Regions from separate parts of the Mus musculus genome. Here all the other regions are linked to region 1. Evidence: chromatin contacts called from public HiCAR-type, HiChIP or PLAC-seq and promoter capture Hi-C data. All regions are on one chromosome and are shown on one strand. Each heading gives the region's core, a stretch centred on a gene start, on an enhancer-like site or on the middle of the called end of the contact. The rest is flanking DNA. Distances are from core to core; before and after follow the strand shown. Region 1 holds the start of Txn1 (thioredoxin 1). Region 2 holds the start of Zkscan16 (zinc finger with KRAB and SCAN domains 16). Region 3 overlaps Ecpas (Ecm29 proteasome adaptor and scaffold). Region 4 holds the start of Epb41l4b (erythrocyte membrane protein band 4.1 like 4b). Region 5 has its middle 65 kb from the start of Olfr267. Region 6 has its middle 78 kb from the start of Lpar1. Region 7 holds the start of Ptpn3 (protein tyrosine phosphatase, non-receptor type 3).

Region 1 (4,355 bases), core at 694-3,193:
TACCCAATTCAGGGGCTGGCAAGATGGCTCAGCACATTAAAGTGCCTGCCACCAAGACCAACGAACTGAGTTCAATACCCACGACCCACAAGGTAGAAGTGAGCCAACTCTCTCAAGTTGTCCTCTGACCACTGCCAATGGATGCCCCACCCCTATATGTGAATATAAACCGAAACAGAAAGCCCCAACAACAAAACCATATTCAGCAAATAACAAAGTGTTCTTTGCTTTTTTTTTGAGACAGCCCAGCCTCCTGAGCGCTGGGGATTAGAGGCATGAGCCAACGCCTTGGTCTAACACGTGGTCTGTGAAGCACTGAGCAAAGTGTGTGTGTAGTTCAAGGAATAATTTTATTCTTAAAGATAAACACGGCAAATCAACTGTTGATTTCTGAGCCATTATATCATAGCCTATTATTCCACTCCTGTGTGGAGATTGACCCCAGGGGCCTTTAACTACCCACACAGTCGTCAGAAATAAGGCTACATTTTACATAGTTTAATTAATCAACTTAAGCCCATCACATGAAATTTATGTGTATTCAGTTTAACTTCTGATTCTGGGCGACTCCGATCAGAGCCTTGGTAGCAGGCTTTTGGGGCCCAAGCTTTTTCCGAGTAACTGGTTTCCTGGCACCAATGTACACCGCTCCTATTGGAATGGCAAAGGTTCCATAAGTAGGTCAGTTTAAACAGATAAGGATCCAACTGGGTGCTGGGACTAATATGGCTGGTAGTGGGTGAGCCAACTTTTGTACTGAGACCCAACCAGGTGCTCAAAACTGGAGGGCGCGGACCTGTCTTCCACGGATTTCCTAGTTTAAGGGTGAGCCAGTCTTTCACACATCAATTTCCACCCCCAACCTCCTTTCACTTTTCATTTTATAAATATTCCCCGAATAGTTACAGTGTAACAGGCTCTGGGTTTCCCAATCTGGAGGATATTTTGGTTCTCAGTAACTTTCGAATATGGTAACAGTTTTTCCCTTGGGTATTATTTTTCTTTTCCCAAAGGGCAGGACTTTGTACTTGACTACTCCCTGGGGGAGAGCCCTGGTTCCAGCAAAGCCCACTTATGGAGGGTCAATCACTGAAACCTTAAGGTTGCGAGGCCCCGGGGCCAGACTTTGGGGACTGAGTCATTCCAAAGCCAGAGCTGCCGGAAACACGCCCTGCGACGCAGGAGGAGGAGTCTCTCGGGCGCGGCCTGGACCTTTCTCCTTAGTAGTCACCTGGGGTACCGATCCGAGGGTACTTAACTGGGACCCGAGACCCACCCTCATGCACCGACCTGGCCTGTGTCCTCTAGGCGGCAGGTCACTGATGGAGGGAAACTAAGGCCGAGCCCAGCAGTACAACACACCCGCGCGGCGTGTGGCACCGCGTACTCGAGAAGTGGCGGCTCTCCATCTTTTCCTAGAGATCCTAAATCCTGATTCAGTTGGGGCACGGGAAGGGGGGAGTGTCACAGGAGGACCCCGGTCCATCTCTTCACCTCCGCCAGATTTGGGCTGGCGGTAGGGAGTGCAGCTCCGGGGACTCAGGTGCTGCCCACGAGTGCATCTCCCGTACCCGGCGTTCCAGGGTCCCCTCGTCCCCTCCCCCAGGGCATGCTCCACCGCCGAGGGCGCACACAGGCCCTGGGCCGCTAAGCCCGCGGGGACACCGAGAGTGTCCTCTTCAGCACCGCGGGATGTGCGCGGCGCCCGGGCATGCGTACCTTGCTCTCGATCAGCTTCACCATTTTGGCTGTTGCGGGGAGGGAGCCACACGCGTCTCAGCAGAACCAGATGGAAATGGATCCAAGGCGCCCAACGGAGCTTGCAACCGAGTGCGGCGCCCGCCTTCTCTTTATAGAAATAGGGCGGAGCGCAGCAGGGCGGGGCGGACGGGCACGCGCGGCGGGGACGCGCTTCCCGCCTCCCGCGTCCGCCAAGGCGCCTGGGCAGGCCGCGCCTAGACCACGCCCCCAAGAGGTGGGGCGGTTTTCCAGGGGGCGGAGCCAGAGTCGGCTACTAGTGCAGCCTGGGGACTGTCCTAGCGCTGGCCTCACTCCTGGCTTCCCCGCCCCACTCTAAGCTGCCGAACAAGAACCTTAGTTTATAAGGGGCGGAGCTAGCACAGGCTCCTGGAGCAGCTTCGGGTTTTTCCAGGCTCCAGACGCCGCGCGGCAGCTACCCCTAAGAGCCAACTTCCAGCTGCCTCAAGGGCACTTTAACAGCGAACAGCGCCGGGGTAGATCACGGTCCTCTCTCACACCGTAGAGTCCTTCTGTAATCACACTGCCCATGCCCCAAACTAGACCTAAGTCAGATACTTCCAGATTGGGGCTGGGGACAGTCCCTAGGACTGCCCAGGCAGAGGTGTATCCTTAGACTAGGGCGGCCATGCTGCAGTTCGACTCAAAGTGCTGAGTAACGATGACCAGGAAGTGTCTCAGTGCGCGTCCTCGCCAACTTTCTGGGTAGTTCTTTGCCGCTTCTTTCTCCTCTCTCTCTCCTATTCCTTAACTTTAACAGGTGAACCTGCTACTGGGAGAGGCACAGAGCCGTTTAGAGCCCTGTTCTGTGCCCCATGCACATGTAGGCATGATAGAGATCGGATAGTCTAGCTCCCAGCATTGTCTTGAAGGATTTAAGGGCTTGAAAACTGACTGAGGACAGCGTTTGGCCCATAAGGAAGCACTCAATGAATTATTCTAATTATAGTCATCGCGAGCGCTAATTAAGCTTGCGTGGTGCCTTGTGGGGCCTTGCTGAGTTTGGCTGCCTTGTATTTACAATGACAGTATAGGCTTTGAGGAGATTTTTCCGCCTTGGGAGAGGACGCCAGGAAGAGTCTTCTTCAATGATAACTGAGGTGATGTTCAGGAGGACAGGGCATGGTGGAAGAAGCTAAGATTCTTAAGGTGGCTTTGTGCAGCCCCAAGAGTGCCGCTGTATGTTCTGGTGAAGCAGCTGAGGTGGAGACTGGACAGAGCCAGCATCCTGGGAGGAACTCACCAAGCCTGCATTTGGAGAGCCGATCTAGATAAATCTACATCGAGGTGAAGCACGGGAGGCTAATGAAACTGTGTCTCAGCCACCCTACCCCTACCCACTGGCTTCCCTTGTTCAAAACATTTAAAATACCAGAACCAGTTGTGCGATGTTTTTGAAGGGCTGAGGAATTCAAGTAATGAGTGAGGATGTAGACAAGAGGGAGTGTTCTGAACATAGCCCTAGACTGCGGGTGGATGCTGCCCCAAAGGCAGTAGCCTTCCCTTTAGGACAGCTGAGGCAGAGAGGAACCCCAGGCAGATGAGCAGAATCTATTAATTCTCTTTGCAGCTGTCGGGTCTTTTCAGTCCAGCTACATTCCAGGTTTCTGGCTTTTTGGTAGTCAAACACTGACCTGTAGAACTTGGAAGGGTTCCTCCCTTAGCTGGCACCTCTCCACAGACCCTCAGATGTCCACTGATTCTGCTAGGAAGGCATGACTCCCTGGCACCTGTACAGTACCAATACACATGGGTAAATGTGGGGGATATCGACAATAAGAGAATGAAGAACTGGGAGGTTAGAGTGAGTGTTAAGATTCTTCACAGCTCTGCCAGCTCTCCTGTCTGCATCCCCACTTAAGTAGCTCTGTCTCTCTAGGGCAGTTTATTTAGCTTTTCTGTGCCCCAGGTTCCCTTGCGAAATGAAAATAATACCACCGTATGCTGAAGGTTTGAGTTACAATACTGTATGTGTAACGAGCTGAGAAATGTGTCCACTGCTTAGCACCCTGTGAACCGACCACGTGAACAGCGACAGGCTGTTATACTGAACGGCATCTGTCTGAGACGAGGGCAGAGAGCTGGGGTGGATGGGGCGACTATAAAACAGGTGTTAGTCTTGAGTAATCAGGAAGTTGGCAAAAAAGAAAACAAAACCAAACTAAAAACCACAGATGCTGTAACATGAGTCTCAGAGGAAAAGGGATGTTTGTTTGTTTGTTTTTTTCTCCTGAACAGTGGAAAGATGTGAGCTGAACCTGTCCTTCAGCAAGATCCCTGTGTATAGCGGCATGGAAAATGGTCCTTAGAATTTTAATTGTAAGGAAGTGACAATTCTGTTTGGACAGTGGTGTGCAGAGGAATTTTGTGAGACCAGAAATGGAGAATTCATTTGTTCAGACCAATTCGGGGCAAGAGGGGAGGATGTGAAGTCTTTCCTTTGAGGAATTGACTCCATTATTCCCATTTGCAACGAAATCTAGCTCAAATGGATTTAAATAGGAACAAATTTCCGGGTCCTAAAGCTATCCATTACAGGAACACCATCTATCTTAATTGTCGGTGTCTGGTGGGATGTTTCTCTCACCGAAAGGCAG
Region 2 (4,355 bases), core at 1,152-3,651, 990 kb after region 1:
CCCCTTACTTGCTCCTATTTTCCTATAAAACCTTGTCCTGCTGAGGGTTCGAGGCTGCTCTGCCTTCCCTGCCCATCCTGCTGTGTCAGGATTAGGTTGGAGGAGAGCCCAAGCCCAAGCTTGTAATAAAGAAACCCTAATACATCAGAAACGGCTCCTTGGTGGTCTTTGGGGTTCACGAACGATTCCTGGAACAACATCTTTTTTTCCTGTAACATAGGTGGGAGGAGTAGGCAGGCCCTTGGCTTTTCAGTTTCAGGTTGATCTAGCTCAATGGTCCTTAACCTTCCTAACATTGCCACCCTTTAGTACAGTTCCTCATGTTGTGCTGACCCACAACCATAAATTCATTTTCATTGCTACTTCATAACTGTAATTTTGCTACTGTTATGAATAATAATATATCTGTGTTTTCTGATGGTTTTAGGCAACCCCTATGAAATGGTTGTTCAACCCTAAAGGGGTCTTGACCCACAGGCTGGGAACCACTGTTCTAGAAGGGCTTTAGAAAACCAGTCAGCCCTTTACAAAGACACACATAAGCATACATATGTACTTCCTTCCCTATCCATGTAGCAGAACAGGTGCTGAGTTATGAGCTGTATAAACAGGAAACTAATGTAAATAACTAATCACAGGGGAATGCCATGCAGCAATGAGATCAGCTAGTTCATAACCATAAGCAACAATTTTGACAGATGTCATAGGCATAATAGTGAATGAAAGAAGCCATCTTTATATAAAGAGTACACACTATCTGTTCTAGTTAGGAGAATTTAAAATTCAGGGTATGGAGATAATAACAATTCCACTTTGTTATAAGTTAAAAACAAGGGCTGGAGAGATGGCTCAGTGGATAAGAGCACTGACTGCTCTTCCAGAGGTCCTGAGTTCAATTCCCAGCAACCACATGGTGGTTCACAACCATCTGCAATGGGATCCAATGCCCTCTTCTGGTGTGTCTGAAGACAGCTACAGTGCACTCATCATATATATATATATATATATATATATATATATATATATATAATAAGTAAGAAAATAAATAAATAAAATCTTTTAAAAATAATAAAAACAAACAAAACAAAACAAAAAAACTTGGGTTGTATGATGGATGGATCCTGCTTTTAAACATTCAAATGAACACCCCACCCTCCATCTGAAGCAAACGCAGAAGCAAACTTCATGCTCTTTGGCAGCTGCAGTACCATTAAACAGCACCCTCGGCCCATTTCTGGACTTTATGAGCTAAGAGCCGTCACCCTAATTTCAAAAATCTAGAAACTGCTCTCAAAGGAGTTACATCAGCAGTATACTTGTAGGACAATCTTCTAGAGTAGATATAGATGCTGATGTGGTCATCTTTACTAAATGTGATCTGCCTCACTTGTGTTAACTTGCTCCTGCCCATCAATGGCTGCTGTATGTCTCCACATTCCAGTACTACTATCATCTCTGGGATACTGGGATGCCACGGCTCTATCTTCCATTATCAGTTAAACCACCTCTAGAATCACTTGGTAGACATGCCTATGGGCATGCCTATGTGGGATTATCTTGATTGCCTGCTGTGGGTGGCACCATTTCCCGGGCAGGAAATCCTAGATTGTATAAGTAGAGAAAGGGACATGAGCACCAGCATGCATCCACAGCTCATTGCTTCATGGTTGTGGATGCCACGTGACCAGCTGCCTCAGGCTCCTGACGCCTTGACTTCCCTGCCATGAGGACCGTACCTTGAGCTGCGAGCTGAAATAAATCCCTTTCCTCCTTGGTTGCCTTTGTCAGGGTATTTTATCACAGTAAAAGAGCAAGTAACTAAGATACTAGCGTTTTGAGCAGTCCTTCCTTGGGAGGGACATAATCTGCCTAGACATGGTATAAGTGATGGACAAGGGGGGAAACGAAGAAGCTATTGCAACAGTGCAGGCAAAGCTTTGTGTAGGGTGCTTGCCCTTGGACCATGGTGGCAGGTGTGGAAGCCAGAGGATGACATTTGTATAGTGTTTTTGCTGTGTTACTTATGGTTTACATTAAAGGCATCCCTAATGTTTCCTCAGTGGATTTTTTGCAACTTTGCATTCTAATGAACAGTGGTGCTGGGAGAAGCTGAGGAAGATTTAAGGTTACTGTGGATGCCGGACTGCTTAGATCTAAAAACCTAAGTGTGTTCTAGGCCTCTAAGCCTCTGGCGCAGCAATAATTTAGCAGCTGAGCCCCCCAGACGCTTTTCTGTGACCATGCGCAACAGGCCAGATAATAGCCTATGGAAAGCACTGGAGTTTCTGAAATCCAGGCCAGCGGACCCCGGGAATCGTAGTTCCTAGCCTTTGCGCAGGCGCAGTGGGTCCCGAAGTCTTGCGCGCGCAGCTGCTGCGGGACAAGGTTCTGAACGCTTATTGCGGTGCAGCTGGCTGCGGATGCTGGTGCAGGTATTGGTGCTTTCCGCCGTTCGGTTCGGGGCTGCGCGGGTTGTGGGCTCCGAGCGCACGCCTTGGGCGGATTGGGACCCAGAGCGTCCCTCGCACCAGGCGCGCTGCGCTGCAGCTGCAGCTGCGGGGGCGTGCACTTCAGCAGCACCGCGCCTTCCCGTCCTTCCATACCACCCTGTGCTCAAGTCTTGAAAACTTCGCCACCATTGGTATTTTGAGCCATATAATTCTTTGGTGTGTCTGCTCGCGTGAATGTATGTGTATGCGTTTGATCCTTTTATTAGATGTTGAACAGCGTCTCTGGCTGTATCAATCAGAAACCTGGATCGTCCTTCCTCCGCGTTCCTAATAAGCTGGAGGTCTCCAGGCTTTGCCAGCTGACACCTGTGGGGTAAATTGCCGCTGACTTTCTCCTACGCGTTGGGAACCAGTACCTGCGTCACATTTTCACAGAGCCTCTGTTGAAGCAGCTGCGCATGTCTCAGTCACTGCGGAGTCCCAGGTACCCAAAGGGGTGCCAGGTGACATGGTGGGCGCCTGATGGTTAGCAAAGAAATAAATGACATCTCGCGTGCTGGGTGTCGGGTCCTGAGGTGGATGGTTAATGCTATGTTAATTGCAATAAGAGGCTAGTATATCCTGCCAAATAGTGGTACATCTCGGGTCCTATTTCTGAGATGTAAGTGATCTCTACAGGCCTGTCCCCACAGTGCCCATTCCCATCTTTATAGATCCCAGTCATTTATGGTATGAATGAATGCAAGCAGCACAGGCTAGGCTGTGTGCAAAAGATCATTTAGAGATCAAAAGGAATTTCACTCGATGGTGGTGGCCTGTCAACAGAGAAGAGTCGGAGCTTTTGTTTTTGATATGGTTCCTGTGAGGTTCCCCCAACCGCTGGTGGGGTGGGGGTGGGGGTGGGGGTTAATGAGGGTTGAAACCACATGCTAGGCAAGTGTTCTATCACTGAGCAGTATCCAGCCCTGGTTTTATTTTGTGTTTATGAGTGTTTTGCCTGCATGTATATCTGCACTGTGCGATTGTCAGAAAAGAGAGTGTTGGATTCCCTGAAACTGGAGTTACAGATGGTTGTGGGCTGCTATATAGGTGACAGGAATAGAATTGATTATGGGTTCCTCTGCTAAAGCCGCAATGCTCTTCACCCCTGAGACCCAGGAGCCCTGTTGGGAAGAATGAGCAAAGGATTGTTAGGAGTAGGAAGGCATCATTCCAAGTGATGAGGGGGCGGGAATCTCGCTGGTGTAAAAGACAGAGAGAGTTTGTGTGTGGTATTTCTGTGTGTGGTTTTTTGTGTGTGGTTTCTGTATGGCTGCAGTGTCGATCTATGAGGTATCCAGGCAAATCTTAAGATTATTCTTTGTGCCCTCTGCTTTGAACTTGGTCTTGGTGGACCCTGTTAAGGGCTTCCAGGCAGGGAAATGACAGGATCGGCTTTTGAGAATTAGGAGAAATCCTTTGGCTACAGCTCAAGAGTGGATTGAAGACAACTAGACTTACAAGAGAAGCTCTAAGGTTCAGAGCACCTGTTGCTCTTCCAGAGGACTCAGATCCAGTTCCGATCTCAGACATGGCAGCTCACAGCCTTCTGTATCTTCAGCTCCAGGGAGCCAATGCCACCCCCTGACCTCCATGGGCACCAGGCACACTTGTGGTACACATGCACACAGGCAGGCAAAACACTCAGACGCATAAAATAAATGTTAAGGTAGAGAGAGTCTAGTGTGTTATTTACTATATGAAAAGTAAGACTAGGGAGGAGAAATTTGGTAGTAGAATATGAAATCAGGTTTCAGAGTTGAGTGACTGGTAGGAAATGTGTTTGTTGAAAGAGGACAGGACCTGTTAAATAGGTTTGTGCCCGAATCACTTGGAACCAGGGAGATCTTCCATTCATTTTGTATG
Region 3 (4,355 bases), core at 1,392-3,891, 940 kb after region 1:
GGTTGATGCCAACAAGTGCTTGCTGACAGGAGCCTGGTATGGCTGTCCCCTGAGAGGCTCTGCCAGAGCCTTACCAATACAGATGTGGATGCTCGAAGCCAACCATCAGACTGAGCACTGGGACCCCAATGGAGAAGTTAGGGGAAGGACTGAAGGGGTTTGCAACCCCATAGAAAGAACAATATCAACCAACCAGACCCCGACCCCCAGAGTTCCCAGGGACGAAACCACTAACCAAAGGGTACACATGGAGGGACCCATGGCTCCAGCTGCTTACATAGCAGAGAACTGCCAGCATCAATGAGAGGGGAGGCCCTTGGTCCTGTGGACTTGATGCCCCAATGTAGGGGAATGCTAGATTGGTGAGGTGGGAGTGGGTTGGTGGGTGGGGGAGATCCCTCACAGAAGCACGGGGGTTGGGATACAGAGGGGAAACCAGAAAGGGGAATAACATTTAAAATGTAAATAAATAACTAATAAAAAATTTTTAAGAAGAATTATATTCAAGGCCTAAGAATGTAAGTCAGTGGTAAAGCACTTGCAAGGCCCCAAGTTTAATCTCTAGCACTGGAAAAATAAATAAATAAATAAATCTACTAAAATGTTTGCTGCAAATTTTATACAAAATAAGACAAAAATAGAGTGTAGAAAATAAATAAAAAAGACAAAAATAAATAACATACACTAGATTAGAAAAAATATTTTCATTATCTGAAGATTATATTAGCACACAGAAAATAAAAATTAATCTACAGATATATTACTAGAATAACAATATATAACAATCAGTTGATTGTCTACATACCAATAACAAATCATTAAAAAATAGAATTTGTGATCCAGGCACATAGCACATACTAGCAATTGCAGCACACAGGAGGCTAGGGCAATAGAACATGTATTCAAGGCCAGGTTGAGTTGTAGGGCAAGACTGTGTCAATTTATCTAACTTGAGAAAATTCTTTTTAGTGACAAGTACATAGAAAATAAGAGGAAATTATGCAAGACATCTAAGCAGAAAACCAAAATGTACTGTGCTGTAAGAAACTGAGGAAAACTGAAAGGGTATACAATAATCATGGATCACAATAAAACAAATCTCTTCATCTAATAGTTTAAAATCTGAAATCCACACTCTAAGACTACTGATGCTACACTTGAACTAACATGGATTACAGTCAAAATACACGGTTATTAAGCCTATTGTATAAGTAAATGGAAGACTTGGGTCTCATCCATAAGCTACCACATTATAAATACATGAAGTTTTTTAATCTAAAAACAAAAATCAAACATCCTATCTGTTTCTAAGCCTCTCAGATAAGAGTTACAATTTATACTAACAACATGTCAATTATCCTCAAACTGATCTACAGAAAATACTATCCAATATCAACTCAAAAGTATTTAAAGAATACTAAGTAAAAGCCTGATTATACCATTTCTACAAAGGACTAAGATTTGCAAAGGATGACCTGGAAGATTAAAAAAGAAAAAGTCAGAGAAAAAAATGCCAGTATTTATCATCCTCTTGATGCCAAAGAGGAAAAACAATTTATATGACAAGATTTCAAACCTTGCCAAAAACTCCAATAATTAAAAGTACAATGTGGTACAAAAACAGACCAGTTGAAAAAATACAAAAAGTCCTTAAGAGGTAAACTTGTACAAGTCACCTGCTTTAAAACAAAGTTATGAATGAAATGAGTAAGTAAATATTGTTATTTCAGCGAACTGCACTAACAATTGCATTGTACTATGGGAAAACAAACTGTAACTCCTACTTCATCACACCAAACATGAAAGAAGATAAATTTCTGGTGAGTCATAAATCTAAAGATGAAAAGCTAAAGGCAGTCAGTGATGGAGTCTGTGCGTAATATAAACAAGCCCCTGGGTTCTTCCTAAACTCTAGGAAAGGGGAGCCTTAAAACAGGAAACTAATCCGTAGAGGAGTCTGGAAAATACAGAAACCACCAGTATCACAGAGCAGAGTTTATAAATGTAGATTTGAAAGCAACCAGCATAGAAGGAAATTACCACTCTGACAAAATATATCTCTGTAAAATCTAAAGCAAATATGATATTGCGTGCAAAACCTGGACAACACAAAAAGTACACACTATTCTAAAAAACTGAACTGAGGTTCATGAAAATGCAGTAAATAAACAGGATTTTTTTTAACTGGCAGTATTTCATAGCTTATATAATAGCTATGAGAAGAGTATGTGGAGCAAGAAGTTCATGTTGCATACAGGTCAGAGTAAAGAAGCCAACTTAGATACGCGAGAATGGAAATATTAACATTTGTGCTTTTGTTCAACAGCAACAAAAAAAAGGTATAAAACCTGGAAGTGAATCCTACAAAACATGTCAAAGTTCTTTATAGAAAAAAATAGTACTCTAAACTATAACTTAATTCTAATGACTAGAATAAGGAGACTAGAAATATTCAGATTTCTGTGTCAGATGGAACAGGTTGGTTGACTCTGTGATTGAGATGCCGAAGTCTCCACAGTTTAAACACTGACATTAACTTCCACAGAATTCGTCATCCAAAGCTCAGTAGGAAGGCTCTTCTCTGCTCAGCACTCAGCTCGGAGGGCCACCTCCAGTGAAACTTGGCTGCCTGGCTCCATAACCTCAAGCCTTCTGCTCTACAAACAGGTTAACTACTCTCAATGCCTTTTACACACACCACGCCATGTCCCTAACCAAAGTCCACCCAGACTTTTTTTGTACCAGAAGAGTAAAAATTATCTGGTAAGCAGTAAAAATGTCCACAAATAAACCCAGCATTATAAAAATAGTACAATATAACAAAATCAAATATTTTCTATAGAAAAGAATTCATGAAAGTTGAAAAGATAATTATAAAATTCAGGTGAAATGTGAATAGAAATAATATGGAATATCAAACAAAGATAACCAATAAGTCCCACAAAAAGTGAGTCACTCTACTATATTGTAAGACTTATTATAAAGTTACAATCATTAAGAGTATATATAATAAAAGTATTTAAGAGGGACAAATCAACAAATTGAAAGAGAATAGAGAAAACAACCAGAAATAAATATCATAAAAATCACTTTTGTGTAAATTAATAACATGAATTAAAAACTAAGGTATTTTAAGCTTTAAATGAAAATCTGAAAATGAAAAATTGAAACACTCTCAATGAAACATTTAGCACAAAGCATAAAATACCAACAAAATATTTTTAAAAACTAGTTCTGTAAAGTAAAAAGGAAAAGAGGAGTACATTACAAATATCTCCTACGTTTTTAACTACAAAAACCTGAATAGAAATACTTTAGAGAACTAAGCTAGGTACTCACACTTAAAGGACTCCAGAGAGCTGCCTCAAATTTGAAGCCAGTGTAGTAAGCTCCAAATATGCTGTCCCTAAATCCAAAGAAAATCAAGAAGGAAGGAAAGAAAAAGAAAAGATAGGCAGGCAGGCAGGCAGATAGGTATGGCACTTTATACAGCATGATCTTGGGGGTGGGAGGAGCTTTCTCCTGAGAAGAGCTAAGCACAAGGACATGTGCATAAAACCATTCATTGTCACAGGGTTTTAGTAAGAGTGGAAACTGAAAGTAACCAAAACTCAGCCAACAGGAGAATGGATTAAATATAGCAGGGTCAAAAGTGATAAAAACAAGAGTTATATTTACACAAACAATAAATAGCATTATGTTGGAAACATCTTAAGATCATGGCAAGAAAACAAATCAGAAAGATAGGCATGCACAAGGCACTTATATAAAGTTTCTAAATGCAATATGTATACTGTTCAGGACAGTTCTCCATAATTTCTTCATAATATTCTTTTGTTTTTACTTGAAACATTTTTGTTTTAAAAATATTACATACACGCCAAAATTTTATTTATAAGTGTATATGTGTATAAAAGGGGGAAGAAAATGTATCACTGGTGTTTCTTTGTATCTTTAAATATTCAATAAAAATAAATTTCTTTATTTAAAAAGTACAGAACAATTAAAATAATTTCTATTTCAAGAATAAGGAAAGAATCTTAATCACAGAACTTTTAAAGAATCTTAAATGCAAAAGAATAAAATAAGAGTATTTGGTCTAAGGGAAAGTGCCAAAACCTTAAGAACAACCTTAAAGTGTCTCTCACACACACACACATACATACATACACACACACACACACATACATACACACACACATACACACACATACACACACACACATACACACACACATACATACACACACACAAAAACAGTTTCTAGCTCAGCAGTGCCAACTATTATATATCCATGTAAGAAAAAAGATTGTAAAGATATATTTCCAAGTCATATCATTACACAAAAGAATGGG
Region 4 (4,355 bases), core at 802-3,301, 810 kb before region 1:
TGTGCCCTTTTATAAAAAAAAAGGGGGGGGGGGAGAAGCCTTTTAGGAGGCCACTCTTCCCATCCCCCACGACCCCACCAGCTGCAGTCAGTCAGCTTCCCAACCTGTTCGTTTGTGTACCTGTTTGGATCTCTTTAGCACACAGGCACTTTACTCCGTTTGCAATTTTTCATCTCAGAAACACCACTTAAGCCTGTCGCACAAACCTGACAGTAGCAATACATTTTATAAGCCAATTATCCCTGGGGAACAGCCACGAAAACTACCAGGCAGGGAGCACCGACAAAGTTCCCGGGGGTATCATTCCTCTGCCAGATGCAAACTGCGCCACAGCCTCTCTCAACCCAAGCTGCCCACTCACCTAGCCTCTGCTCCCCGACTCGCAGGCTGCCTCTCTGCATCAGAGCTGGCGAGCCTCATTCTTGGGGAGCGGTGACATGCATGCTTTTTAAAAGACAACAGCTTTGGGCTGGGGAATGTTGGCACCTTTTCTATGAAAAGGCCTCGCGAGGATATTTTTGTGACAAAATGCTCTCCTATAGAGCACAGGAACCACAAAAATGAAACTACCATAAATTGAAGCTGTCTCCAAATTAACCCACAGGAAGCAGCATTAGAGCCTAGGCTAGCGAGGCTGATTTTTCCCATCTGAAACCCTTACAGGTTAAGTGTTCTCTCCTTAAATCCAACGAATTCCTACCACCCAGTTACAGACTGTCCGGAGGCCTAAACACTCCGGACAATCTGTAACTCATCTAAAGCTCAATTACTGCGGTGTCTTCAGTCATGCCCAAAGATTCCCGAAGGCACCGTCTGCCGCAGCGCAGTGGGCGCCCGTTAGTGCAGCGTTTGATAGGATCTGACTGGCCCCTTCGGCCAAAAAGGCTCTTTTGGCGGCTGGACTCCCTGTCGGAGACACTGGCGCTGGCCTAGCTTGCCACTGGAACTGGGCCCGGGTGCAACCACCTGTGGGTGTGTGAACCGGACGCAGGCCCTGGTGCTGCCACCCCGGGATGCCCTGAACGAACCACGCAAACTGCCGGGTGTGGGAGAGAGTGGGTAGGCCAGTCCAGAGGGGACCGGGGCCAACTCCCAGCACGCCAAGGCTTATCTCTCCGTTCAAAGCGGACCTGGCCTGAGTTGGCTCCCAAGTCGCTCCACTCCCTGCGAGGTTGTGAGCCAGGGAGCACTTTGGGATAGGCTCCCTATGGGGGCCATCCACGGGGAATCGGGAGAAGGCAGAGCGGCAAAACTGTTCCCTAAGCCTCTTCCCAAACTTGGGGCACCTGCTGAGCAGCAGGCAAGGATTTCTTCTCCACCAAGGCCTGATACCCAAAGCGGGATACCCCGGAACAGCCCTGCGTCGCTTGAAAAATTCTACTCAATCCAGCAGCCGAAGGCCAACATTGGCAGGGAATGCCAGCCACCTGCGCCAAGGGGAGGGGACGTAGGGACGTGTGCATGGGATAGCATGGGGTAGGAGTGAGGCACAAAAATCCTAGGTGGTCGCCAAAGAAGGGCGCCGCAACCCTGCGGTTGCAAGGTGCCAAAGACTGGGCCCCAGAGCATACCCGGGCTGGTGGTCTGGGAGGGTTCATGGCTGGGGAAGATTGGCAGAAGATGGGGGAGGGGTCCCCAAAAAACAGCCCGGGTAGCTTCCCAGAGAGAAAGAAAGACTGGGACAGGGGGTTCTGACCCAAGCAGAGCAGGCTGCTAGTGCCCCGCACGCGCCGCGTCACTCACCGGCAGGTCCACGCTCACTTCGGTTCCGTCGAGCAGGAAGACACGGCAGTAAAGGGTGGCCTTGGCAGCTCCCGAGGCGGAGATGTGCACAGCCGCGCCGCCGGTGAGCAGGGGCCCGCCGCCGGCCGGGAATACGCTGCCCCCGGGCGCGGCGGGCAGCACCGAGGAGCTGGCGGCGGCAGCCGGGCCCCCTCGCGGCCCCCCGTCGCGCTCGTCCCCCAGCCCGGCGGCCCCGCGCCCCGCCGCGCCCCGCGCGTAGCGCTGCATGGAGCGGCGGCCAAAGGTCCGGCGCAGGAACCGCAGCATCCTGGCCGGGGGCGCCCCCTGCCTCCGCCCCCTGCGCTGCCGCCGCGCCGCCGCCCGGGAGCGCCCGGCGCCGCCGTCAGTGCCCGCCGCGCCGCGCCGCCTCCCGCGGGCTGCGGCCCGGGGCTCGCTCCCGCCCCAGCCGAGGCCGCCGCCGCGCTCCGGCCGCCCGCGGGACGCGTCGGCCGGGCCAGCGCCCGCCGAGAGTAGCCGCGCGGGAGAGAACGCGCACAGGCGGCCCGGGGGACCGTCCCGCTGCTGTCGCCGCTGTCGCTGCCGCGCGCTTGGGGCGGTCGGTCGGTGCCGGCTGCTGCGTGGCCGCTGCCCCGCGAAGAGCGCCGCGGGGGGACCCGGCTGCGGGCTGCTCCCGCGCCGCGCGCCGGCCGAGGGCCAGCCGGAGCAAAGCGCCTGCGTGCTCCCGGCGCGCTCGCTCCCACTCGCGCCGCGCCCGGCCCGAGGAGGCCCCCGCCGAGCGCCCGCTCCCGGGGCGCCTTTTCCTGCGCCCGCAGCCCCCGCCTCCCACCTGGGAGGGCTGCACCTCCAGCCGCCGCCGCCGGCACTGCAGCACGCCCTCCTCCCCCGGGGCTGCGCCGGGCTTGTGCTGCCCCCTGCCGGCCCGAGCGCCCCCTGCTGCTGTAGGTGCGCTCACGTGCGTACACGTAGGTGAGCACACACGTGTTTCCGGGCGCGCAGGACCCCCTAGAAGTCCAAGAGTTCCTCCTGCTTGACCAGATGAAGAAAATAAGACTGTCTCCTTCCAGGGAAGTCTTACCCCTAGGGCAAAGAAAAACACGGCTCTTTCTGGAAGAAAAACAAAAACAAAAACAAAACACCAACCGTACTCAGTTTCTCCTTCTGCAGAAGTGGAGTAGGCGACCTAGAAGGTCCCTGCCACTTAATGAAATTCTATCTGCTTAAAATCTCAACCCTGGCTGGAGCTTTAACCTGCCAGTCCAACGGACCCGTTCCAAACAAGAAAATTGAGGCCTGCGAGGAGGGGAAGTACTTTTCCATACTCCTTTGGAGACACCCTGCTTCAAGGACCTCGCCCATGCCCAGAATTAAGGAAAGGTCCTGCATAAGCTATTGCTACTGAGAAGGTTGGTCAAGGTTGGACAGACTCCTGGGAAGCGAAGCAGAACATAAGAATGAATTGCATAGGGCACATGGAGCAAACTGGAGACAGCGAATTGCTAACAATCAATGCCCACAGGTTCAGGGTTTGCCCACAGACAAGTGAGTTGTCCTGTGTTGCAGAAAGGAATGTGGGAAATGAAGCTGAAAGGAGGCCAGGCCTTTGGGGAGAATAACACTACTGTTTATCAGGCCCTAATTTTGTGCCAGACATTACGGTAAGCCCTTTCCATATGTCTTAATTTAGCCTGTTAGCGTACAGGTTATTACCTGGATCATACAAAGGAGGAAACTGAGCTTTGGAGAGCTTAAGAGACTGACATACAGACTCATTGGGCTCCAGAGCTACTGGTGGAGCTTGTAACATGGTTGGCAAGCAAATGACAGTTTAAGAAAGAGTTGGGGAAGCAGTGACCTCAGCAAAGCACACAGAGAAGACAGGGGGTGAATGTAGGACTCATTCCAAAAGAGACATTTATTGAAAGCCAGGCATTGTCTTAGATTTCACCGTTTGCATCTTCATTACTCCTCATTCCAACTCTCCAAGACAGTTCTATGCATTCCCGTTCACTTAGATGGATTTAGAACTTAGGTTTGTAATATGCTTGCCCAAGGTCTGACAGCTGCCCCGAATTCATTCTCTGATATTATGGGGACCACCCATGTGACAGTTTACTCTGTAAAATGGCATCTACACAATAAACCATTGGATACCCACTCTGCCCTTTACCCCCACAACAAGATTGAACAGAAACTATGTACAAATTGGCATAGCCCAGGCCAGCTGACTAGTTTCTAAGGCTATCTCCAGGAATGCTGCAGCAGAGTAGCCACTCCAAGATGTCCACCTATGCATCTTGCATTTGCATCGTTGTGTTTCACTGTATGTAGCAAAGGTGGGCTTGGTTCTACGCTCGAGTTAAAAAGGTTGAAGTAGGGATTCATAACAGTAGCATAATTACAGTTAGGAAGCAGCAATGAAAATAATTTCATGGTTGGGGTCACCACAACATGAGGAACTGAATTAAAGGGTTGCAGCATTAGGTAAGAAGGTTGAGAACCACTGCTTAGAAGCAAGAAAGGTAAAGGGTGATTTATGCCCTAGGAAGTCTAGAAGGAATGAAACACTGGCTTCAGCCTGTAAGATCCACCTCGGCCTCTAGCATGGCAAAGTA
Region 5 (4,355 bases), core at 590-3,089, 760 kb after region 1:
CCAGTAAGTCAGGAAGTTGGAGCATCAGCCTTTAGCCTTCTGGCCCAGGATCATCTATCTGACAGACCTTAGAGGAATATTAAGGACTAGCCTATTCTGTCTCAGCAGAACTAAGCTGTCCTAACCTGTAACTTGTGTCCTCTCAAGATCGGGAGAGGTCTACAGGAGAGATAGGCACTTTCTGCCCAGTGGCCACCTAGGCACAATGTACAGCCTCACCTGGAGGTAGAGATGCTCAATTTCTTCTTTGAATCCACAAAAGGGGAGCTGCTAGGAGCAGATATGTCTCAACAACAAAAGAATAAATAACATTAAATGCCACATCCTGTGGCTTTCTGACGTTTTTTGAAAACCAACTATCTATGTAAAGTAATCTGGACGGTTGTCTGTTGCGGTAAATCTCTCCATCCGAAATATGCCCCGGCAATGAAAACACAACTCAATTAATGTGAATACATGCTGTGTGCCTAGATTGGGCAGATCTATCACTACACTACCATCTTCCACATCTATGAGACCCCTTAGAACTCAAGGTTTCTCCAGGCCATGTACTTCTGCTTCACTTTTCTTCTTCTTCCTCCTCCTCTTCGTCCTCTCCCTCTTCCATTTTCTCCTTCTTCTCCCTCACCTTCTGCTCCACCTTCCCTTTTCTCTGCCCAATCATCAGCTCTCCTCTATTTTACAAATTAAGGTAGGGAGCAGGTTTACAGGAAATCACTGAGTGCTGACTCAATCCTTGTTCGCAGTCACTCACAGGAGAATGGAGTTAACATCAAATATAATTGGCCACAGGGCTATCCACAACTGTTGTCCATTAACTACTCTCAGCTATTTCTAATTAAATTATCTGAAAACACCCTAACAATAAACTCAGAGCCATGAATTTGCTATTTGACCCTTAACTCAGAGACTTAAACATCTCAGATCAATTTATAATAACAGTTATTAGGAGGACTGGGTCTAAGTCTTGTATTTTTAAAACTTTTGTATCAATAGAAGAAATATACCAATGAAAACCTTGATTTTGCATTAAAATAAATTCTGTACCAAAATAAGAAATTATGACTTCAACTTAGTAACTATTGTAAATATTTCTACCAAATGAGATTATCGCTATACAATAAATTCTAGCTATTCCTCCTTGTTCCAATTATGACCATTTCTAAATACCCCAGAAAGGCAACTTTAGAGTAATCACCTCCAGCCCCAAAGCCCAGGGAACTGGGACAACGACTCTTCATAACTTCTTCAACATGAATATGGGCATTGAAGTATCTTTGAAAGGGGGTGGTGGAGGGTAGGGAAAATGGAGGAGTTGGAAGGCCACACCAACGATTGTTTTAGTGTCCTGACTGGATCCGGCTGAAAGTCCAAAAGATCAGGAGTTCAAGCAGGTCGGTTTAGCATGTCTGATGATGAGACTCACCAAGGCTATATATTCTGTAATATACAAATCTCAAAACAAAATTTTAGTATCATCAAGAAAACTTTTTTGTTTGATTCTCTGGAAACTAGTCCTCTGGGCATATTAAAATTTTATCTTATGTGTTACAAAAGTAGTAGGTAACATCCATGATCCATGTTTTAATGGGCAGAACTCATCCCTGAGGCAATGTTTAAGGAAGGGAGATTATATCTATCAAGAATATCTGTTAATGACTCACATAAATCCCCTAACACTCTTTCTACATTAAGTTAAAATTGCATTTTCTCCTTCGGTCGCTTCAACGTTATTTTCAACAAAAAGCCACACAGGAACACTGACTGCTAAATGTCCCATTAGCATTCTCTGACCTTCTCCACAGCAGCGCTGTGACTGTGAACCTGCTGTGGCCATTGAGAAACACAAAAGGAATGGAAAAAGCCACTAAATGTTCTGGAGTGGCCCCAAAATACCAAGGAACAGTTCTGAGCATGTGAAGAAAAAAACCAGGAAACAAGTGAGAAGGCTCCGTGGGGCATGCTCCGAGCAAGTAAAACAAGGCCCTGAAGACCCGGAGGCCCCAAAAGCATACAGGAATACAGAGAAACCAGGGGCACAGGGGTACAGGGACACAGGAGCACGGGGCACAGGGACACTCTGGATATCTAGAGACATCCATACTTGCTCATACATTTTCCCTCCCTAAAACAGACCATAATAAAGGAAGAAGGAAGCAAGCAAGGTTACTAAACAAAAAAGATGCCCATACAATTCAAGAAGCCATTCCTGCCTTACACTATACTACTGCACTGTATGGTGGGCTAGCATGGAGGAAATTTGGGGAAAAAACATTAAATTGGGGAAGACAAACATGGAGATCATGGGAAAGTTGAGAACTATCCACTTGGAGCCACACCTCTTTTTTTTCCTCTATATCAAAACAGCCGTTCAATACCCAGAATATACAAGGAACTCAGAACTTAATAGTAATAATTCAACAATGTGATTAAAAATGGGCATCTGAGAAAGGCTTGATCTCTCTGCTGTCCAGTGAGAATGGCCGTGACACACGTCCCCAGCCACACACGTGTGAGAAGAAACGCTGTGATACTTCTGCTTCTTCCTCCCACCGGGAACACATGCATGGCGTGGAGGTGCCGCAGACAGACATCACCCAAGTAAAGGGAGCCCTTGCAAGAGGAGGCAGAAAGAGTATAAGAGCCAAGAGGACGGAGAACACCAAGAAAAAAGGCCTTCCAGACACAACAAGGCTGGTGCCCATAAGAACTCACAGAGACCATGGTAGACCACGGCCGCATGCACAAAGCCTGCATCGGCCTGTGCCAGATGGGATCCCAGTGCTGAGAGGGGAAATCGACACAACTCCCATCCCTAACCCAGAAGCTATCTCCAATAGCTAATTGCTTACAAAGGAAAAGTTATTTCTCTCCAACAGAGTCTCGCTGGGTCTACAAACCACACTTATGGGCAGGCTCAAACCCACCAAAAGTAAACAGCTAACACAAAATGAACTCCATGGTACTTTTTGGAGAATTTTTGTCTCATAATTCTTTCTTTGGGCTTTTTAATTTAACCTTACAGATCTTTTGCTTATATATTATAGTGTCCAATTTTGTTTTTATGGGTCTTCTTTGTGTGTGAATATGTGCGTCTTAGAGTCTGTAGTATTTCTTTTGCTTTTTCTTCTTCTCGGTTTTTGGTTTTTTGGTTTTTTTTTTTTGTTTTTTGTTTTTTGTTTTTTTCTCGAGACAGGGTTTCTCTGTATAGCCCTGGCTGTCCTGGAACTCACTCTGTAGACCAGGCTGGCCTCGAACTCAGAAATCCACCTGCATCTGCCTCCCGAGTGCTGGGATTAAAGGCGTGCGCCACCACGCCCGGCTCCTTTTGCTTTTTCTTTTACTCTATTATTTTTTTTTCTGTTTATTTTGCTTTACCCTATTCTGGTTTGTTTTATTTTGTCTTTTATCATCATCATCATCATCACCATCATCATTAATGCCTATTTGTTTTCAAATGAGAGAAAAAGAAGGGGTCTGGATTTTGCCAAGTGGGGAAGTGGGGAAAATCTGGGAGGAGTTGGGAGAGGGGAGACTGTAATCAGAATAAAATGTATTAAAGAAAATCTATTTTCAATTTTTTTTTTAAATGTGAGTTCTTTTTCTTACATCCCAAAAGTTAAAGAACATGCCACCGAAATCTGGCCAGAGACTTTGTCGAGCGGAATACATTGTCGAAGGGCAAGCGAGAATACATGCGACAGAGGGGGCTTGCGTTTTGGAGAGCGGGCAGGGTTGCCAAGAAAGAAAGGCCTGGTGGAGTTGGAACCCCGCTTTCAGTGCACTTCTGGGCAGGCTGACAGTAAACTGCCTGCTGAGGTCAGCACATTAGTCTCCTCTGCCCCACTCCAGATGTTACCTGCAGTAAAAGTTTATTAACCCAGGACAGAGCATGCGCCAGAGCCAACAGTGGCGACACAAAGCTCCGTTGTTCTCATGTCCCGATCCGGAGGTCATTATTTGATCTTACAACAGGGAGCCAGGCCTGCTCTCAGCCTTGGCGGGTTTTCCTCCCTCCTGCCAATCATGTTTTTCATCTTGCAAGAGGAAGCCTTTTGAGAGGCCGCGTTGATCTCTTCTTTGCTCCCATAGTGATAAAGCAAACAAGCACCAGGGCCTGGCCAGAACTTCCCCAAACAGTCCCAGTTCTCACAACCCTGAGGCTTCGCTGTGCCAGAGATTTCCTGTTCGAGAATGAATTCATTTTTCATTCATAGAGTTCATTCAGAGTTGAGAAGTCTCACAATTTACCTTGTTTTTGCTGTAGGGACACACCACGCTGTAGAATGTTCTAGTGAAAGAATGCAGTTTCAAAGAGGATAATATTTGGTATTACGACATGTAGTCTTGACGTA
Region 6 (4,355 bases), core at 1,085-3,584, 680 kb after region 1:
AAGTACCAAGTCTGTAGCACAGGAAGGAACACTGGAGGGCACATTCAATCCATAGCAGGGGACAGTCCTGTGGATCCCTAAAGATGATTGGCAACTACATCAGACTCCCAGTTAGTAGGGTTCTCCTCTGATAAACATTTTGAGTCTTCAAAATTCATGGGACATAACTATTCCACAGGAAAGTTGGTCTCAAGGTCCTATAAACATGACATTTTCAGGACCATTAATTTGTGGCTAGCATGTCAAGTTGCCCACACAGCCCTGGTGGCCCTTGAACAGCTGCGTTCACTGGTAGGAATGCTTGATTCTGTCTTAAACAGATAGCATCTTCTAACTGATTGACATCTTTTACAGCCTGCAGAATGCATATATTTTGTCTACTACTTCACCAGTGTTCTCTACCATCATGAGTCTCCCTGTGTTAGTCAACCTACTAAGAAAGCATTTAATTGGGGGCTTGTTTACAGTTTCAAAGGTTTAGTCCACTATCATCATAGTAAGAAGCATGGTAGTATGCAGTAAGATGTTGGAGCAGTAGCTGAGAACTTCCCCATCCTTCTAATCCTTTCAAACAGTGCCATTCTCTGGAAACTGAGTATTCAAATATATGAGCCTATAGGGATTATATATTTGAGTGTAGTCAAATCACTACTCTCCCCTCTTTCTCCATGTTTTTAGGCTCTTCACATCCATTCATATGAGGACTTAGTAGATGCTCATTACCTACTAAAATGCCACCAATTAGTGATTTTAGCCAGATATTTACAGGCAAATTGGCATTAGAAGAAAAGGCGAGAACTTTACACTTTATTTCTAAGGCTATAAAGGCTTAAATAATACAACATCGACAAGTTTTTTCTGAAAAAAAATATTAGATTTGTATTTTGTATTTTTATACAAAAGCTATCATGAGACAAGAAAGAAGCAAAATAATGGGTGAGGGTACACACTGTCACAGCACACCCCACTCTCTGATAATCAGAGAGTATACACGTTACAACACATCCCATTCTCTGATAATCAGGGGTACACACTATCACAACACACTCTGCTCTCTGATAATCAGAGAGTACCCACTCTCTGATAATCAGAGGGTACACACAATCACAACATATCCTGCTCGCTGGTAATCAGAGGGTACACACTGTCACAACACACCCCACTCTCTGATAATGAAGCTGAATGGTGATTTTGAAAACTATTATAAAATTACAAATCACTATGGAGGATAAAAGCAAAGACTTTATAGTCCATAGAGAAAAGGCAGAAAATACAGGGACAGGAAAAAGTGCAAAAATTCCAGAACATCTTAAAATGCATCAAAATAAATTCAGTCACCACCTCTAGGAAACAAAAACTCTCTTGGGTATGTCAGAAAATGAAGTCTAGCTATGTCCCATTTCTACAAAATTCATAATGAAAAATTACAAAATATTCTGAATAGGTAAGTCAAATTGATCTCAACACTGGGCTGCATTGAAAATCTACGTTTAAAAATAATTTTTAACAGAGGGGGAGGAGGATTAAGTAAAGGTTATCACACAAGCTGGACAACCTAAGCTCAGACCCTCAGAACCCCCACAAAAGGTCCATGTTCATGGGCTAGCCTGGCTTATACAGAAGTAACGAGATTCCCTGATTCCAACAAAGTAGAAAAGCAAGGACCCACATTCAAGGGTTATCCTCTGACCACTGGCACACACGTAAAAACATGCACACATTCTCATATGCTCACACGTCTCATCTCTCTCTCACACACACACACATACATTTTTAAAAAGATAAAGGCAAATATATCACAGCAATACTAGCAAAATGAAAACATGGTTACAATATTAATACCACATGAATTTTAATTAAAGGTAAAAACATAAATTGGGCCTAATAAGACAACTCACAGTAATGAAAAATACTTCAAAATTAATTTTAAAATATTCATGAATGTATATCCATTCTAATGAAACAAAGAGGGAAAGCAGACACCACCATTAGCAGGGCATTGAAAAGTGTTTGCATTGCTTTGATCAAACTACTGAAAACCTCTAGCAAGATGTTGCTGTTTCTTGTGACAAGTTTATAGTAATGGAAGTACTTTAGATACAAGGTCTTTGTGTCTGCATGAATGCGAGTTGCAGAAAAATGCTCAAGCCAGCTAAGGGGGTGGCCTAGAACAAACCAGATCTAAGAGTTCTGAGAGAAATAGAGACCAGATGTTTTAAAGTCCCCAAAGAATCACGTGACGTAATAAATATCTGGGCTGATCGGAAGCATATGTTGCACCCTACAGGATAACATCCAAGTGTATAAATGTGGATGCCCAGATCCTTCAACAGGCTGCTCCCTGCTTGAAGAGATGATGAAATATAAGTTACATCAGTGGATTTCTAGGGCCTATGCTCTCTAGTGTATTTCTTCCACTAGTCCTTGTTTACAAGATATTTGTAAACTACCATAACAATGGATAGGGAAGTATATAAAATCTGTGCTGTTATGATGGGGCACAACCGTGTGGGGAATTTGCATGCATTTCCTTGAAGATAAATAGCTGCCTCTTATCTGATGGTGATGGCAGGTCACCTTGTCAAATCCTGCCATATTGTTAGGGTAAACAACCATTTTAACTCACAAATTAGCTTTGGTAAGAGAAAATCCACACAGCTGGGACCACAGATAATCTCCATTGTTACCAATATGGCCATAAAAATAAATAAGCAAGTCAAACAACAACAAAACATTTATTTGAGTAAAAGAGATTATGTGGCTTCCATAGGACAGCCATCTTGTCCACCTGATTGATGGTAGGGTCTTCTATCATTGGTTTAGCTAAATGGAACACACATTTCTTTGTACTCTTGGGCTACTCCATAAGGTTCATCCACATATCTATCAGCAATTCAGTGTTTTTCAATTCCCAGAGCTTCTGGCTAAATGGTTTGTCTCTCGTCATTTGGCATGCACAACTAAAGGGCACTTTTAAAAACATCAGATTAGCATAGTGTCCACACGCAATAAATTAGTTTGATGCCTTTGGCAAATCAAGAGAGCCAAGGAGTCCCTCCAGGCTGTGTGATCGCAAAGATCAAGAGACTGAAACAGTGCCGTTCTCCTTGCCAAGGGGACAGAAGCTGCTCTTGATTGTGACTTCTAGTGAGAATTAAACAAAATAATAGGTGTTCTAGATTGATAATTTTATATCAAACATTAGGGGATAGTATGCTCTAGTAAGAAATATTATATGGCGCTGAACAGATGTCTTAGTGGTTAAAAGCACTGGTTGCTCTTCTAGAGGACCCAGGTTAATCCCAGCACACGGCAGCTCGAAATTGTAACTCCAGTTCCAGGAGATCTGGCACCCTCACACAGACATGCATGCAGACAAAAAAAAAACCCATCAATTCATATGCAGCAAAAATAAATATATAACTTTGAAAAAATGAATATTATATTTTGAGTAACAGTGTCAGCCAGAGATGTCAAGGATGCACCAGTCATTGTGATGTCACTGCATGCCATTGGAGCTTATCACTGTCTCAGCCAAGAAGGCATTTTCATTAAATCAGAGAGAAATTTTGCCCAGGAATTCTCATCTTCAGAGTTGGATTTGAGAGAGCAACCACTGTTACCAATTAGCAGTCCCCATCCTGACAGATGAAGAACTTTAGTAAAAGCATCGCTCACAAGTGCATGAGTAGTGGTTGAGGTACCTAGGGAGTATCATTAACAGAATCTCCTACAAGTCTGTGAGCATGAACGATGTGAAAGAAACAGTTACAGCGCTGGCTGGTTTTATGTCAACTTGATACAAGATAGAGTCATCTGACAGACAGGAGGGAGCCTTAATTGAGAAAATGCCTCCATTACTGTAGGCGACCTTGTTGGACATTTCTTAATCGGTGATTAATGGGAGAGAGTCCTGCCTGATGAGTAAGGACAGCACTGGGCTGGTGGCCCTGGGGTCTATAAGAAAGCAGCTGAATAAACCATGAGAAGCAAGCCAGTAAGCAGCACTTCTCTATGGTCTCTGCATCAGCTCCTGCCTCCAGATTCCTGACCTGTTAGAGTTTCTGTTCTGACTTCTTTCAGCAATGAATGGCAATGTGGAAGTGAAAACCAAATAAACCCTTCCCTCCCAAGTTGTTTTATTTCGTGGTGTTTCTTCTCAGAAATAGGAGTCCTACCCAGGACAGGTACTATTGTGCCCCGAGTCACTAATATGGAACTACATTTATAGATTAATTGCTGTATCCAGAGATGTCTCATTGGAACAAGGAGGATAAAGAGTAAGAGTAAATATTCTGTTCTCTCTCTCTCTCTCTCTCTCTCTCTCTCTCTCTCTCTGTGTGTGTGTGTGTGTG
Region 7 (4,355 bases), core at 1,075-3,574, 660 kb before region 1:
TGGATGAAAGATACCCTGGATTCCAGGTTGGGGGGGGGGGTCCCTTGGCTTATTCACCATGTTTGCCTACCCACAGCCCTGCATCTGCAAACAGAAACATCTGCTCATAGACATGCCTCAGCTCTTCTAAATGCCCTCAGTAACCTCCAGTCTGCCACTCAGGTCTAATTTGCATACACTAGTCTGTGGATGAGACAAATCACCAGGGACAACACAGATCAATATAGAGTAATAGGCATGTTTTATTCTATTCTAATTCTCGGCAGACTGGTATTCCATTAACTGTGTGCTGGGATTTATGGGAGCGCTCATATACTAGAATATTTAACTAGAATGGCCTACTCTCAGTCAGAAAATAGCTTACCATTGTTAATTTTCAACTAGTCAATCTCAGGAAGGCTTCCGTTTTCCAATACAATCTAGATCTTGATTTAATCATCGGGAAAGACATCTGTGTAAGACACACATGGCAGTCTTATCCAGAAGAAAAAGCTCTGCCCCCAGAACCAGAAGCATGGTTTCCTCCATCCCAGTCATACCCAGGACGGTACAGTTGCCTGCTCAGAGCCTCAATGTCTTCCTCTATAAAATGGGATCGTGACACCAGTCTCAGAGGGAGACCTGTAAAACTGAAATGAGATAGTCCACATACCTAGCACAGCTCTGCAAGGTGACTGCAAAGGTTCGATATTATCATTGAAAAAAAAGAAAACAAAAGTCCAGATGAAATCCTCATTTAGCCTAGGTTACACAGAAGGCGGAGGCTATCTCACTCAGTTAATTCTACTAAAAGGGGAAAGAGGGACGACACGGGGGGTGGGGTGGGGGAGGGGTGGAGGTGGTGAGGCACTTCAACCCAGACACTATATAGAGGCATTCCTGGTAGGCACGGTCGGAAGCAGGCTGCTACTGGAACCTACTGAGCAGAGGCTTTTGGGCACTCTGTAATGCACAAGGAGCAGCCACCACAAAGAACGATCAAACCCGCTGTGAGAAGCTAAGAGACCCCCGCTCCCCAATCCAAAAACATAAGGTTAAGCATGAGAGCTTTGCAGAATATGCATCTTTTTCCCAACCAGGATTTCCAATTCATCCGCTTCGACATTTGCAAGATGGATCATCTTGCAAAAATAGTTCTTTCTGTGAGGCCCGAGTGTCAACTTCTGGAGTTTCGGAACTCACAAAGACTGCCATTAAACAAGAGCAGCTCACCACCGCTCTGTGGAGTTGCTTTTTTCAAAGCCTCAGCAGACGTTCTCCTGGGCACAAACACAGACCCAGAAAATGACTGCCTAATTCTACCTTCCTGACAAAATGGGAGCCATGAGGGTCTCTAACTGAATTAAAATCACATCACGCCAACTGCTCGCTTGCTTTATGCCGGGCACGGAGCCAAACACCTCCACACCATTTATCCTACTTAATCCACCACCAACCAGGCGAGGTGGGCATTATTGCTGCCTGCGTGCAGTGGAGGAAATGGAGGATCAGAGAGGTTAAACGACTCGTCCAAGGTCACCAGCTGGCCAAGGGGAAGAGCCCAACTTGAACCTAGGTCTAGAGTTTCCCAACCACAAGTTCCCTGTACCTTCACGGAACACCCAGGTGTCAAGTTATCTTAACTTCTCATGAATTTTTTAAAGGCAACCCTCAAGTTCGTAATAAGTTTAGGAGGCAGCAACCGGGGGCGGGGGTTTCCGGGCGCGCTCTCTCCCTGCACAACGCAGCAGTGTCACACCGCAAGTTACCAGAGAAGCCACCCCGGTCGCCCGCGGAACGGGGCGGATTGGTTTGGCACTGGAGTTCGTGCCAGGCCCAGGAAATGCCATCTTTGCAATCTGAAGGGGAATTCGCCCCGGGTGGCTGAGCTTCGGGGACCGCGGAGAGCTGGATCCCCGCAGCGGTGCGCCCCCTCTGCCGGGCTGCGGATACCTCGGCGCCAAGCCCAGGGCTCGGCCAGACTGGAGCGCACGCCCACGCCCGCGCCGCTGCGTCCAGAACGCCCAGCCTTTTGCCGCCCACGCCCGCGCCCCGCCCCAGCCCCGCCAGGTGATCCGGGCCTGCGCCCCCCGGATGCCCGACGTGGCGCGGAGACCTGGGGCTACCAGCTCAACCGCTAGTCCTCCCGCGTGTCCGCCGAGCCCCGGACCGGGTGGGGGTTGGGTAAGCCCCGCGTGTCCGCGATCGCAGCAGCCCGCGCTCCGACCCTCCCCGCAGAGGACCCAGTCTCCCATACCTGCAGCATCCGGGGGCGCGGGGCGCCCAGGTAGGTCGCGCGGGCGGGCGGCACTGAAGCTCGCTCGCGCCGCGACCTGGCCGCCGTCTGAGCATGCCCAGTGCAGCCCGCGGGCGGCTCCCGCCGGCCCGGCTGTGGCCGCGACGGGCCCGCGCGCGGGGCGGGGGACCCGGGACAGGGGCGGGCCCGGGGCAAACTCGTGGGACGCTGCCACTGGCCTCCGCAGACCACCTGCCAAACTCCCGCAGACCTCCAGGTCCCCTGGCTCACGCACGCAGCCATTCGTGCTTTTAGCATTTATTGAACACCTACTGTGTGCCTGGCTTTCCCGGATTGCATGCCTAAGAATGGCAAGGGCTTGGCGCTCAACGAATCTGAAATGACAGCGAGCCTTGCGCGGTGGCTTCGTGGCTGAGTTGGGGGTCTCGCTGACTCCAGCGGCTCCGTGGCTGAGTTGGGGGTCGCAGGGCTCCTTTGCTGGTCCTAGGACACCAGGCAGGTTAGCCCTTCCCAAAGCCTATAGGGCCCCTAGTGGCGGGCGTTCCAGCCGGCCTCTTCCGCCTCCTCCCACACCTGTCTTCCTGCGCTCCGACTGCACCTTCCTCCCCATCATACCCTCTGAACTTGACCCGCCTGGAGACCTTTACACTGCCTTTCCCTCGAGGTAGGACGTCTTTTGCCCTGCTTTGCTGGTGTTTCGAGCCCTCTCACCATTCAGGTGCCTCTTGTAGGAGAGACCTTTCTGGCTACCTTTCTAAATTAGCCCTGACCTCTTGCTCCCTCTCCAAGTCCATTACCGCACTCCAAGCATGTATCACTTATCCATTCAACAGTTACTTACGTTCTTCACACTTAATATATAGACAAAATCTCTGCCCCTTGTTGGGAGTTTAGAAGGGACTTTCTCGCAACAAACAACAGGTCCGTAAACAACGCAGGGTATTAGGTGATAAATTCTAAGAACAGGGGAAAGGAGCCAGGCAAGAAAGATAGGGGGTGGCCCGGTGAGAGCTGGTGGAACAACCAGATCAGGTGACAAATACCATTCAGTCACGCAGCTAAACAAGGAAGCTTTCTTGGGACGATAAAGCCGGTGCAAAAACAAAACAAAAACAAAAACAAAAAAACCTCAAAACAAAACGAGCGCAAGCTTTGTGCCCGTGAAACGGAAGGGCGAGCGGAGGGGCTGCTGGAGTATGTTGCCGGCTGTCTCTCGCGACTTAGATTTCCCCCTTAAGGAGTACCTCCCCTCTGTGTCAGCTCGGTAACTCCGCCTCTCAAGAGACCCAGCCTCTAAACGACGCTTGGCTTCCAGTAAGAACTAAAAACGTTTTGTTGAATGAATATGATAACAAAAGGATGGAGAGATGGTTAGGATTCTATGGTCGGACCTGGGTGCTAGATATCCCGAGAACCTTTTGTTCCCATGTCACCACGAGACCCTCAGCCGTGCCTGACTTCCTGGCTTAGATCCCGGTCTCTGTCCCAAGGTAGTGCACCGCTGCAGGCGCCGCCAGAACCTCGCGTCCGGGGAATTCCTACAGAGCCCGGAGTCCTAGGGGTTGCACTGTCCTGGCCCCGCCTAGGATCGCACGCAAAACCTGGAGCTCGGGCGCCAGGGCAGCACTTTTCGGAGTGGCGGGGAGAGCACTGGGCATGCTCGGAGCCATGGGAGCCCAGCGTCCGGAAGGAAGAACCCCCAGAGGGATTGGCGAAGCTGCCCACTGAGTCCCACCTGGCCGTCAGTCTTCTACTTCCCTGCAGGGAGTACTGGGTCACCCTCCTCCCCCAAGCATGGTGGGAAGACTTGAAATTCAGAGACAGCTGACTGAACACAGTGTCCTCTACCAGCTGCTGTGTGATCTGCTACCAAAGCCTTGCGCTCTCTGTGCCCTAAATAATACAAATGCCTACGCTTGGATCCGGGGGAGTGTGGGGAATTGAAAAAAAAAAAAAAAAAGAAAGAACGGGAATTTATTCAGTCCACCTTAAATGTTTTTTCCCCTTGATGAGGCTTGAATCCAGGGCTTTGCACACAGTAAGCACGAATGTCTTCCAGTGAACTAAGCCCTGTCCCAGACTCATTTCTTAAGTGCCTATCTCAATCATTCATCCATCA

Evidence for each region. Promoter capture Hi-C pulls out the DNA fragments that hold promoters and counts their contacts. HiCAR-type assays count read pairs that join an accessible place to other places. HiChIP or PLAC-seq counts read pairs in DNA pulled down with a chosen protein or histone mark.
Region 2: a HiCAR-type map of astrocytes shows a contact between it and region 1, with 3 times the contacts expected there. The contact joins the promoter of Zkscan16 here to the promoter of Txn1 in region 1. A contact is called at or near these places in 4 of 39 promoter capture datasets (the 3T3-L1 cell line, hippocampal neurons, liver and 1 more) and 4 of 115 datasets of contacts at active chromatin or transcription factors (the NIH/3T3 cell line, astrocytes, epiblast stem cells and 1 more).
Region 3: a promoter capture Hi-C map of liver shows a contact between it and region 1, with 4 times the contacts expected there. The contact joins the enhancer-like site here to the promoter of Txn1 in region 1. A contact is called at or near these places in 5 of 39 promoter capture datasets (cranial neural crest, liver, maxillary cranial neural crest and 2 more), 1 of 484 Hi-C or Micro-C datasets (muscle stem cells) and 8 of 115 datasets of contacts at active chromatin or transcription factors (the NIH/3T3 cell line, astrocytes, bone marrow-derived dendritic cells and 4 more).
Region 4: an H3K27ac HiChIP or PLAC-seq map of thymic regulatory T cells shows a contact between it and region 1, with 7 times the contacts expected there. The contact joins the promoter of Epb41l4b here to the promoter of Txn1 in region 1. A contact is called at or near these places in 3 of 39 promoter capture datasets (liver and pre-B cells) and 1 of 115 datasets of contacts at active chromatin or transcription factors (thymic regulatory T cells).
Region 5: a contact with region 1 is called in an H3K4me3 HiChIP or PLAC-seq map of embryonic stem cells, with 4 times the contacts expected there. The contact joins the enhancer-like site here to the promoter of Txn1 in region 1. A contact is called at or near these places in 5 of 39 promoter capture datasets (the 3T3-L1 cell line, HPC-7-derived erythroid cells, hippocampal neurons and 1 more) and 10 of 115 datasets of contacts at active chromatin or transcription factors (astrocytes, bone marrow-derived dendritic cells, embryonic forebrain and 4 more).
Region 6: a contact with region 1 is called in an H3K4me3 HiChIP or PLAC-seq map of embryonic limb bud, with 4 times the contacts expected there. The contact joins the enhancer-like site here to the promoter of Txn1 in region 1. A contact is called at or near these places in 4 of 115 datasets of contacts at active chromatin or transcription factors (the NIH/3T3 cell line, bone marrow-derived macrophages, embryonic limb bud and 1 more).
Region 7: a contact with region 1 is called in an H3K27ac HiChIP or PLAC-seq map of bone marrow-derived dendritic cells, with 5 times the contacts expected there. The contact joins the promoter of Ptpn3 here to the promoter of Txn1 in region 1. A contact is called at or near these places in 3 of 39 promoter capture datasets (the 3T3-L1 cell line, cranial neural crest and liver), 4 of 484 Hi-C or Micro-C datasets (Th1 cells, embryonic stem cells and uterus), 7 of 115 datasets of contacts at active chromatin or transcription factors (the NIH/3T3 cell line, bone marrow-derived dendritic cells, effector CD8 T cells and 4 more) and 1 of 9 other capture datasets (adipose tissue).

What each region holds. Positions count from the first base shown.
Region 1 is chr4:57,954,468-57,958,822 of GRCm38.p6, forward strand. Txn1 (thioredoxin 1) reads right to left here and starts at 1,944. Exons shown (of 5, transcript NM_011660.3): 1 at 1,720-1,944. The coding sequence starts at 1,743. Gm35344 (a long non-coding RNA gene) reads left to right here and starts at 1,976. Exons shown (of 3, transcript XR_881303.3): 1 at 1,976-3,045.
Region 2 is chr4:58,941,227-58,945,581 of GRCm38.p6, forward strand. Zkscan16 (zinc finger with KRAB and SCAN domains 16) reads left to right here and starts at 2,402. Exons shown (of 6, transcript NM_001099323.3): 1 at 2,402-2,432.
Region 3 is chr4:58,894,985-58,899,339 of GRCm38.p6, forward strand. The region is part of intron 1 of Ecpas (Ecm29 proteasome adaptor and scaffold); the gene reads right to left. Among named protein-coding and RNA genes, the nearest start is that of Ecpas, 16 kb to the right of the region's middle. Within about 2 kb of position 2,642, at least 22 of the 459 cell types and tissues checked have an H3K27ac peak or open chromatin away from gene starts, as enhancers often do. A contact at or near this core is called in liver, where this site is marked.
Region 4 is chr4:57,141,105-57,145,459 of GRCm38.p6, forward strand. It overlaps Epb41l4b (erythrocyte membrane protein band 4.1 like 4b), which reads right to left and starts at 2,052. Exons shown (of 25, transcript NM_001355492.1): 1 at 1,744-2,052. The coding sequence starts at 2,049. It overlaps LOC108168956, which reads right to left and starts at 3,547. Exons shown (of 2, transcript XM_017320489.1): 1 at 3,502-3,547; 2 at 2,154-2,887. The coding sequence starts at 3,547. The coding sequence ends at 2,154.
Region 5 is chr4:58,718,997-58,723,351 of GRCm38.p6, forward strand. No RefSeq gene overlaps it. Among named protein-coding and RNA genes, the nearest start is that of Olfr267, 65 kb to the right of the region's middle. Within about 2 kb of position 1,840, at least 17 of the 459 cell types and tissues checked have an H3K27ac peak or open chromatin away from gene starts, as enhancers often do. A contact at or near this core is called in astrocytes and embryonic stem cells, where this site is marked.
Region 6 is chr4:58,629,372-58,633,726 of GRCm38.p6, forward strand. No RefSeq gene overlaps it. Among named protein-coding and RNA genes, the nearest start is that of Lpar1, 78 kb to the left of the region's middle. Within about 2 kb of position 2,335, at least 13 of the 459 cell types and tissues checked have an H3K27ac peak or open chromatin away from gene starts, as enhancers often do. A contact at or near this core is called in embryonic limb bud, where this site is marked.
Region 7 is chr4:57,298,045-57,302,399 of GRCm38.p6, forward strand. Ptpn3 (protein tyrosine phosphatase, non-receptor type 3) reads right to left here and starts at 2,325. Exons shown (of 26, transcript NM_001384115.1): 1 at 2,237-2,325. Gm12536 (a long non-coding RNA gene) reads left to right here and starts at 1,695. Exons shown (of 3, transcript XR_003955208.1): 1 at 1,695-2,266; 2 at 3,727-4,355.